Linked DNA regions of Mus musculus: region 1 is linked to region 2. Evidence: chromatin contacts called from public Hi-C data. All regions are on one chromosome and are shown on one strand. The core of a region is the stretch at or near the end of the contact, and the rest is flanking DNA. Distances in the headings are between cores, read along the strand shown.

Evidence for each region. Hi-C and Micro-C count contacts between places; a contact is called where the count stands out from the background.
Region 1: a contact with region 2 is called in a Hi-C map of the G1E-ER4 cell line, with 2.5 times the contacts expected there. The contact joins two enhancer-like sites. A contact is called at or near these places in 1 of 15 datasets of contacts at CTCF or cohesin (the G1E-ER4 cell line) and 1 of 484 Hi-C or Micro-C datasets (the G1E-ER4 cell line).

The regions. Positions count from the first base shown.
Region 1 is chr12:48,850,066-48,855,804 of GRCm38.p6, reverse strand. No RefSeq gene overlaps it. Among named protein-coding and RNA genes, the nearest start is that of Gm26454, 160 kb to the left of the region's middle. Within about 2 kb of position 2,249, at least 7 of the 459 cell types and tissues checked have an H3K27ac peak or open chromatin away from gene starts, as enhancers often do. A contact at or near this core is called in the G1E-ER4 cell line, where this site is marked.
Region 2 is chr12:48,614,104-48,619,797 of GRCm38.p6, reverse strand. No RefSeq gene overlaps it. Among named protein-coding and RNA genes, the nearest start is that of Gm26454, 390 kb to the left of the region's middle. Within about 2 kb of position 2,942, at least 1 of the 459 cell types and tissues checked has an H3K27ac peak or open chromatin away from gene starts, as enhancers often do. A contact at or near this core is called in the G1E-ER4 cell line, where this site is marked.

The DNA.
Region 1 (5,739 bases), core at 1,000-3,499, 240 kb before region 2:
AGAGTAGTCAGTTTTCATATGACATTTTCAAATACTTTAGTGTTAGTTCTGCATCCCCATATTCACTCCTCTATCTTGCATTCCCATCACTCATGTGACTTAACTCTCTGTTCCATTATTCATCTTTCTTTTATGCAACCCATGTGCTAACACCACTCTGTTGAAGTTTCTTTTTATATTTCATCTCTCTCTAGTTTAGTAAATTTCTATTGAACTTTCAATTTAAATGCACATATAACAAATCTAGTACCTACATATGAAAGAAAAGGATAAAATCCCATGATCAATTCACTGGACAAAGAAAAAAATCCTTTGACAAAATAAAATGTTTTCTTCAAAATTAAAATTCCCAAAACCTAGAGATAGAAAGGATGTATCACAACATAAAATAGGCAGCATTTGACAAGTCTCAAGTCAATATCATGATAAATAGAAAGAAACAAAAACAAACAAAGAAACAAAAATCTCAAAGCTTTGTCAGTAAAACTAGGAGCAAGACAAAATGTTCACTCTCTCTCCCTCTAGTTCAACATAATACTTGAAGGTGTAGCTAGAACAATAAGAAAAGTGAAGGATATAAAAGGGACACAAAAACGAAACAAAGAAATAAAAGTATACTTATTGACACATGATATGATTCATTGTTTATGTATATGTATATACATTAAGACACTCAATACTCTACCATAAAATTCCTATATTTAGTAACATATTTATCAAAGTAGCAAAATACACCATGAACACTGAAAAATAAATAAATAAATAAATAAATAAACAAAAGCCTTCCTCTACACTCACACTAAATACTTTGGGAAATAAATCAAGGAATACTTCTATTCACAAAAGAATAAAATATCATTGAAATAAGCGAAATGAAGGAATAAGGTGATAGTGCTGGTAAAAAGGAAAAGAGCCTAGATTAGAAGATAGGACTGCATCAACAGGTTCACAGCACTTCAGAACAGAGAAAGAATGTGGATGACTAAATGTTATAAAAGTTAAAAAGTGAAACCTGAAAAGTGTGTGTGGAGAGAGCTCTAAGGAGAAAGCAGATGCCTTCTACTCGGCACACTACCACAATTCCCAGAACTCTGCAGAATATACCAGAATGACACATAAGACCAATAACAGGGGAGTAAATTCTCATAGATTTGAAGAGGCCTAATTCATAACTTCCATACTTATACCTTTTATCTAACAGAAAAAGCTTATTTATTGTTTATTCATTGGAAGTTTGACAGACTTGGAAAGATGAGCCAACTCTTTGTATCATTGATTCTTTTTATTGTTTTTCTCTCTATTTTATAGATTTAAGCCCTGAGTTTGATGATTTATTAACATACATTCCTCTTGGGTGTATTTGCCTCTTTTTATTCAAGAGGTTTCAGGTATGCTATTAAGTTGCTTCTATGATATTGGATAGAAACTTTACTACTTAAGGTGAAAGTCTTCCATGTTTGAATAATTTCTCTCAGCTAAGTGCAAAATGGAGGACTCCCAACCCCCATTGCCAGCAAGGCTTCTCTTTCTCTGACTTTATCTAGAGAGCCTGACCTCCACAGCCTCTACCTGAGAGAGATAATGCAGTTCTTGGAAAACCTATAAATTCAACTTCCTCTTTCCAAATAAGAACCTAACTAGCAAGTACCTAAGATTCCTGGAATGCCTCTAACTGTGAACGAGACATAATGATTCACATTCACCCTGAAAACTTCATTCTACACTTCAAGGTTTAAATAGAGCCTTTGTTCACCCCAAATAAAATGGGTGCACATAAGCTACTTCACTGGATGTCTTCTAAAAAAGCTGTTTCATTGACTATATAATCTAACAGAACTGTAACATTAAAATCTGCCTCAGACTCTCTGGGCCCCTTTGTCTGCACGGAACGGGTCTCTGGGGCAGGTGGGCAAAGTGTTGGATGGGATGACAGATGCACACAGGAGAGGCTGTGTAGAATCTGAATGTAATTTGTCAAATCGAGCATCAAACTTTTTATAGAGAAGACAATAAGGAAGTTGGGTGACATACCAGCAAGGTACAAAGAGGTTAATGGATTCTTACATAAAACAGAGGAATGCAAACACAGAAGGTCTAACAGGAACCACCTGGGATAGAATTCATTGTTAACAACTGGGATCAACAAGAGCTCCACCTAAGATTTCACTTAATCTTAGAAGCCAGGGTCATGGGCTTCGTGCCCTTGCCATAGTTCCTATTTTAGTCTATTGTATAGTCCACCTCCCCTCTAGGGCATTGTAAATACGCGTGTATGGGTGTAACTCGGCTATCTATAGTTCTGAGTATCTATTCTGGTTTCTCCTTAGGTCTGAAACTTCCTTCTTCCTAGATGATGGTAAATTCCTGTGTAGGGCAGTGACCTAGCTTTTACTCAAAGTGATAGTGTAGTACCAGAGGCAATTCTGAATGTCACTGCATAGCAACATTCTTACTGAATTCCAAGCCCATGGTCTGCTCAAGGACTTTCTAGGACATTGGAACACTGGCGAAGGCTTTAGCTATGTCAGAATTCAATCTTAAAAGGCACTTATAATAGGATAATACTAAAAGAGAGCAGGTGGATCCATACACTAGACTAACGCGGGAATAACATATTTATGTGTGGGTTAGAGAGAACGCCAGACTCCAAGAGTGAGTTTCCGTGAAACTCTTCTGCCTCGTGAGTAGCTTCCAAGCCTCTCGGCTTATCAAGCTGACTCTACCAGAGTGTGTGACAAAAATCCTCAGAAGATTTCTCCTACAACACCCTGCCACCCCTCCTCTTTCTGGATTGGGTATGCTGTAGACCCCATTTTCCAGGGTCTGCTTCTTCTAGCACTGTGTACAGCAGCATCTGTACACCCTGAGGGAGGGAGCACACAGATGCACACAGAGCTGGGTACTCTCTGGGTAAAATTTTCTGTAGATATGTTGGGTCCATTTGAATCATAAGATATGTTAGTTCTATTCTTTCTGTTTAGCTTCCATCTCAATGATCTGCTCATTTGTGAGAGTGGGGTGTTAAAGTGTATCACTACTAATGTGCGAAATTAAGCTTCAGTATTTTTTGTTTTGATGAACATGTGTGCTATTGTATTTGGTATATAGGTATTCAGAATTGAGATATCATATTGATGGATCTCTCCTTTGATTGGTATGAAGTGCCCTTCCCCATTTATTTTGAATAATTTTGGTTCAAAGTCTATTCTATAACATATTATGATGGCTACTCCAACTTGCTTCTTAGGTCCATTGCTTGGAAAATCTTTTTCTAGCACTTTATTCTCAAGTAATGTCTTTCTTTGGAGTTTGAATATATCACTTGTATGTAAAGAATGATGGATCCTATTTTCGCATCCATTCTGACTGTGTTTGTCTTTTTATTGGCGAATTGAATCCACTGATACTGAAGATTTTGAAGACCAATGATTGTTACTTTCTGTTATATCAACGTTGGTGGTGGCAGTGTGTTTATGAGTGTGTGTTTCCTTTTTTGTATTTTCGTGTGAATTTATTTATGTGCCATGCTTTCTTGGGTGTAGTTAACCTTGGGTTGGAGTTTTCCCTTATCTTCTATAGGTCTGGATTTTTGGATATGGTTTAAATTTGGTTTTGTCGAGGAATATGGTGGTGTTTTCCCATCTATGGTGATTAAAACTTTTTGTTGGGTATAGTAGTATGGACTAAGATTTGTGTTCTCTTAGAGACTTTAAGACATCTGTCTAGACTTTTCTGGCTTTAGAGTCTTTGTTCATAGAACAGATATAATTCTAGTGGATCTGTCTTGATATGATATTGGCCTTTTTTCTCTTTCAACTTTTAATATTTTTTTTCTTTATTTTGTTCATTTAGTGTTTTGATTATTCTGTAACAGGCCCTTTTCCCTTGCAGGTTATTTATTTATTTATTTATTTATTTATTTATTTATTTATTTTTATTTAATCTATTTGGTGTTTTGTAAGCTTCTTTTACATAGACATTTTTCTGTATATTAGGAAAATTTTATTCTATAATTTTTTGTTGAAAATATTTTCTGGGCCTTTGAGCTGGGGACCTTCTCTCTCTTCTATTCTTATTATTCTTAGGCTTGGTCTTTTCATAACATCCCAAATTTTCTATTTTTTGGGGGGGTCAGAACCATTTTTCATTCAACATATTTTGACCAATGTATCAATTTCTTCTATTGTAATTTCTACCCATAAAATATCTCTTCCATCTCTTGTATTATTTGATACTTGTTTCTGTAGTTTCTGTTCTCTTAATGAAAGAGATCCTACTTCCAGAGTCCCTCAGTTCATGTTTTTGTTTGTTTGTTTTGTTTTGGGTTTGGTTCTATTCCTTCTATTTTCATTTCAGGTCTTGAATAGTTTATTAATGTCCTTTAATCATTTGGTTGTATTTTCTTGTAATTTCTTAAGGGATTCATTCTTTCCCTGTTTACAGATCTGTATCATAAGATTGGATTTAAGGTTTCTGCTTGTCTGTTTGTTTGTTCTGTTTTGTGCTTCAGCTGTGTTACAACATCCAGGGCTTGCTTTAGTAGGATAGCTGGATTCTGGTGATACCATGGCCCTATTGATTTTACTCTTAGGTTGGTCTTTAGCCATCTGTGTTATGCTATTTTTACAGTTTTAGATGCTGATTTCTGAATTTGTATTTGTTGGATGAGTGTTGTTTCTCTCTATCTCCACTTCTTGACTGCTATTCTATCTCTTTCTTCTGACCTGTGTGACCTGGGATTCTTGTGACCAGCAAGTTTCAGGTCTAATATGGTGTCATCCCTGAGGTTTTGGGTCCTGCATGGCCTCTGGGGTTTTGGGTGCTCATCTTTCCTCTGGGTTCCCTAGTACTAGAGAGGGATTCAGGAAATCAGGAGGAGTTTTGACCTGCAATGTGGAGTCTAGGGTGTAGGGTACAGGTTTAGGCTAATGGATGTATTTAAAGGGGATATTGTGCACAAGTTTGGGGCTGAGTCTACCTGGTTGTCTCTAGTGCCTCTGGAAAAGCAGGCAGAGTTGAGTGCAGGAAATTAAATGCAGGCATCAGAGTAGCTGTTTCATCTGCTTTAGTGGAACTTGGGAGGCACGGGGTTGGTGAAGTATGATCTTACCTGGTGTTCGTTGGTACTGACACGCTTTTATGAATGTACAGCCTGCTTTCTTATACAACCCAGGAACACCAGCCTAGGGCTGGCCCCACACACAACTGGATAGACCCTCCTTCATCAATCACTAAGAAAATGCTTCACAGCTGGATCTTCTTGAGGCATTTCCTCAACTGAAGTCCCATCCTTTCAAACAACTCTAGCATGTCTCAAGTTGTCATACGATTAGGCAGCACAATCATTTTGACACAAACATATCACTTCGAAGTTGTACATAGTTATATTGCATAAGAAATTTTAATAAACAAATTACTCTTCAAAAATTTTAGAGTACATTTTAGAAATCATCCACCCCTACTTCCTATTCAAATCTTTCAGCAATCTTTGTAGTTCTAAATCACATTTATAGAATCACTTCAAAGTTACTGGAAAAATACAAAGCTACCATAAAACAAAACAAAACAAACAAACAAAAAAAAACCCAATTGCATATCATTTTATAGTCCTACAAACTATATAGAATGAGTGGTATATAAGAAAAGGGTTTCACAAAGTGGTGTGGTATATTAAATCATCTATTTTATGGTGTTGTAATAGTCAGACACTTTTACATCATTTCCAAAATATTTTACACT
Region 2 (5,694 bases), core at 1,693-4,192:
ACAATTTCATATAGTCACCATCCTGGAAGTTGGGTCATAGATTGATAGATCTGCCTCTGTAGGTTTTGCTGATTGCTCATCCTATTTCGCTGAAGAAAATTAGTAGTGTCCAAGTGAGAACTAACATTTGTTCGTTTGTTTTTACCTGCAATCCTTAGTACTTCCATATACATGGATAAGGAAGAACTTAGTTATATAGTCAGTTTCATGGACTTCCTGAGGCCTTTGAGGGTTTTTTCTTTGTTTGTTTTGTTTTGTTTTGTTTTAATTCCTGAGCCTAAGCTGCTCTCCTATAGGAAACAATATTTCACTTTCCTTTAGAGCATTCTGTTTGTTTACCTCTCTTTAGATCATCTTGTGTATAATGAGACCCTTACTCCCAGAAGAAAAGTTTAATCTCTGAGGAGATTGCTATGCTTTTGGTAATTTTAGTTGTTTTTTGCTTTCTTTTGCCATAGTTATTCTCTCTCTCTCTCTCTCTCTCTCTCTCTCTCTCTCTCTCTCTCTCTCTCTCTGTGTGTGTGTGTGTGTCTGTGTATGTGTCTGTGTGTGTGTGTGTGTGTGTGTGTGTGTGTGTGTGTGTGTGTGCAGCCTTTTGCTACTTCAAAATTACAAGATATTTCAGGCTGTTTTCTGAGAAAGGGATAGGAACTGCACAAGAAGAACACAGAGTCAAGCAACTTCGACCCTTGAGAGCTCACAGAGACTGGACCACAAACCAAATAGCATATGCAGGCTGGACCTACACCACTAACTCATTTGTAGCAGATGTGCAGTGCGATCATCATAAGGGTCCCGAACAACTGGAGAAAGGGGGCTATCCCTAATGTTTCCTATCTGTGGATTATGTTCTTCTAGCTGGGCTGCTTTGTGTAGCCTCAGTGAGAGACTTGGTGTGCTGCAAACACCTGCTGTGTGAGGGTAGGGGGATACAAAAAAGTGGCCTCCATCCTCTCAGAAGAGAAGGGGAGGGAGCATGGGGCCAGGGACTATGGGAGGGGACACTGAGAGGGGGACAGCAATCAGGATGTAAAGTGAATAAATGTATTTTTTTAAAAAAGAAAAAAAGAAGAAAGAAGGAAGGAAGGATGGACAGAAGAACGAATGAACGAACAAAAGAAAGGAACCAGAAAAAGGAGGGCCACAATTCTTTTCATCTCAATAATTTAAAACATTTTAGATTTATATATTTTATTTGGCATGTATGCACATTTTGCCTGTGTGTATGTATGTGTGTCCTCCTTGTGCCTGACACCCACTGTATTATAAGGGGATGTCTGGTGATTTGGATCTGGGAGTTACTGGTAGATGTAAGGCACACTTTGAATGCTGGAATTTGAAGGCAGGTATTCTGTAAGAGTGGCAAGCACTATAAACTGCTGAGCAATCATTCCAGCCCCACCTCTTTTCTGAACAGTTTTGAAAATTATGTTTTCAAATTGACATTTTTAAGACATTTTGCTTGCTCTTATTCTACAGGGGAACGCCAGGGCCAAAAAAGGGGAGTGGGTGGGTAGGGGAGTGGGGGTGGGTGGGTATGGGGGACTTTTGATATAGCATTGGAAATGTAAATGAGCTAAATACCTAATAAAAAATGGAAAAAAATTTAGTATATACAGATATTATGTTTGGAAATAATATAAAAATTGCTAAGGTTTCTGGAGTGCATGTGGTGACAAAAAAGGTAAGTTTACTTCCTAAACTTGAAAACAGAAGAATAAAATTCAATTCTTAGTAGATAAGACAGAGCTGCAGAACTCTGAGAAGTACCTTTGCAGTAAATTTGTATAACAAAAACCACAGGGCTACTGAGTTAAAGGTCAAGGTTAGACTGGAAGCTGACAAGGGAAGAACCAGAGTGTCTTTCATTAGGATCAGATTGGGGGGATAGGATTCCTTTTTCAAATAAATTTATAGCTAAATAGAAATTTAGCATTGTGTTATAAATATTGAAATTTTCACTTCACTATATATACATTTTTAAAACAAAGTCTCTTAAAAGAGACTTTGTTTATTTTCCAATATTTTGAATTTTTCTTTTATGTAAAAGCTAAACTTTATCAAATTGCACACTAATCTTCAAAGCTTTGAAAATGCTCTATTTACAATAATTTCTTCAATAATTTAATCTCTCCTATAGAATTCTAATAAGTACAACAACATATACTGTTCATTTAGCTTTCCTAAAGGTTGAGAAAAATTGTGTAATGGTGGTATAAGTGTGTTGGTTTCCCCTTTGACCTCATTATCTGTGTTGAGCAAATATACAGTATTTTTTAGTCATAGCCTTTGTTGGTCAAGACACAATCTCTGTCTTTCTGATTGCTATTCACAGAATACAAGTGATAGCAGTTTGTAGTTTATACTAATAAAATATTCATTAGATTTGCAGATTAATCATATGCTTTAAGCATATTGTATTAATACTTTAAATATTGCTATGGGTTGAATGCTTAAATATTTTCATACTGTAGCAATTTTGATCTCTAATGCTGCAAAATGAATTTGAAAGTAGTGTTGTTACAGATATAACTAATTGAGTTATGATAACATCATAGTAGAAAAATACACTTGATCTTACATAGTATGCTCATGGAATTCTCCTTTAAAGAAAATTTAGAGACAGACATACACAAAAATAGAACACCCTGTAACTATAAAGGGAGAGAACTAACTGATGCATTTACAAGCCACTGTCTGTCCAACATTGCTGGCCAATAACCAGAAGCTATGTAGTTAGAACAGATCCTCTAACTCAGAAAAAGATCAAATCTACCAGTCCCTTGTTTTTACGTATCTGATCGCTGTTTCATCTCTGAGACCTACCCACCAGCATTTGATATTTTTCTGTGACATACTTCACAAAATATAATAGTTACAAGTCTGGCTTCTTTCATGCTGGTGTTAGCCACTTTCAATCTATCTTACTCAATTTCATGATTCATATGTCATCCCCCTTGAGACCCAACTGAATACACACACACACATACACACACACACACACACACACACACACACACACACACACACAGAGTCATGGTTTGAATAAGAAATATTCCCAATAGACTCATATATTTGAACACTTGATTTTTAGTTGTTAGCATCTTTGGGGAGGATGTGGGAAGGCTCACTCTTGCTGGAGGAAATATGTCACTGGGTTGGATGTACTCCCACCTGGCCTGTAAATTCATAGCCTTACCCTTTCAACACTTTTAATTTACTCACTCTGACTTCATGGGTGCAGCTAAAGATACGAGCATTCATCTTCCTCTTCCAGTTATCATGAATGACAGTTGCTTATCTCCATACCTGCACTTTGCCAGGGTATATTCTGTATCTCTGGAACCATAAACAAAGTAAATGTTCTCTTCCATACACTGCCCTTAGTAATGGTGTTTTATCACAAAAGCAACAACAATAATAATGATGATGATAATGACGATGATGAGGATAATAATAGATAACAAAGTTGCTTATACCTGGAATAAAGTTTCACTATTCTGTGCATTCCTTGTCTCGTCAACTTGACACAGCAATTAACTATTGTAGCAGGCATGGTCCTTTAGCTATAAACCATGGTGTAAACATAGACTATGTGAAATGTCTGTTCCAGGAACTAACTCTCCATTCAATTAGTAAGTTTTTTTTATACAACAGCCGTCTAAAATTTGAGGGTGAGCAATTTACCCCTCTCCAGGCTCCTTGAGAGAAACTGCTGAAACAACAAGTCATTGATACGTAGAACAAATTTGTCACTATCTAATTATGTGGATTGCTCAGCTAATCCCAATTAAAATCTGTTACCTTATATCTTAATTATATGCACATGAGGAAAGAAAGTAAGAGGTGCAATCAACGCACTTGAGGACAGCTGTTGTTTAGGATGCATTTGGGAAAAGTGGTCTGGACTATGTGATGGACGTAAGTGTTCTGTACAAGTCTCAGAGCATCTAATGCACTCCCAAGCTTAAGAACCACTCAGAAAAGCCAATGAAAATGAGGAACATCAAAGACGTTCTTACAATTCTCAAGGGAATTTTTTTCCCTTTGAGATTCTTATTCAATTAGAAACTATAGACAGAACACACATGGCAATTTGAAACTTATTTTTAGTTATAAGATCATAAAAACATATATGTAGAGTAACATATTTAAGTGTAGGTAACAAATTACAGATACATCAGGATGGACCTAAACAATATCCCTTGTATTTCCCCTTCCACTTATGTTCTATAATCTCCGTTCCTTGTCTAAATGTTATATTAAAATGATATTTTTGTAGTGTTGTGCATACTCACATGTACATACAAGTGTGTGCATGTGTGTATGTGTGCATGTGTATTTTTCCTGAAAAGCATAATGATGTATATAAGATTTCATCTACAGTTCTAATGTGGCCATTGTTTGTAGTTTGCTTACCCCGTTACAAGTTTCTGCAAGTCTTTCAAAACCATAACTCTATAGATATAATCCAGAAGAAAAGAATTTCCCAAAGAAGGAATACAAATGGTAAATAGGTATGAAAACTGTTCCACCGTAGTCATCAGGGAAGTGCAAATCCAAAGGATATTGATCACTTCACCTGAATTAGAATGGCTGTTCCTGAAAAATAAAAAAAAAAAGTAAGTCTGACAAAGATGAGGAGACAGAAACTCCTTTCTGCTCCATTCAGTCATGGTTTAGTATAGACTGTGAAGAGAAGAGCATGAAGATCACTAAATATACTAAAGATCATGATACTCATAATGTACCACAGCAATGTGCTTCCCAGCCCCCATCTGGCTTTTTAATTCAAAAGTACTGCAAGGCTGAATGGAGAAGAGTTGTACTCATTGATACATTATTACAGCACTAGTCACAAACACTCAAGCACATAACTAACATAAAAGTTCATCAATAGATGAATGCATAAAAACAATCTGTTATCTATGGAATGGATTATTATCCTATGTAATAACATGAATTATCTTCAAAAATTATAGCCAATGAAATAATCTATACAGATGAAGACAATGAACACATGATATCACTCTATATAGGATCTAAATATATTGATCTCATAGAATGTTTTACATATAAAACATTTTCTTCATATGTAAGGAAAATGTGTTGTAAATGTTGCACGATTCTGAATAAAAGATACTGAATCATACTATTTGATGAAATGTAAATTATATCTTAGTAAATCTGTTTTAAAATCAAAACAAACATCCATACAAAACACTGATAGTGCCTTAGTTTCTTTTCTTGTTGCTGTGAAAAAAATACTCTGACGAACACCATTTTGGTGAGAAAGGGTTTATTTTACCTCAGAGTTCAAGACACATTTTACCATTTTACTGAAGACCAACAACAGGAACCTGATACAGATTGTCACATTATAGCTGCTGTTAGTAGAGATCAATGGCTACATTTGTGCTAGTGATGAGCTAGCTTTCTCTGTCTTACACAGTCCAGAGCCTCCTGTCCAGGGAACAGTCCCCAGAATTCAAATGGGTCTTCCCATCAATGAATACAAACAATATAATTCTCCAGGCATGGACACAAGCCTATTCAATCTCAACCATATTTATTGAGGTTTCCATCCCAGATGACTCTAGACTGCATTTTGACATATAACAGTAGCTATCTTGAATGGTTTCGTAACATTTCATGTCTTTATTTTGGTGCTTACTCTTCTGCTAGAACCTCATC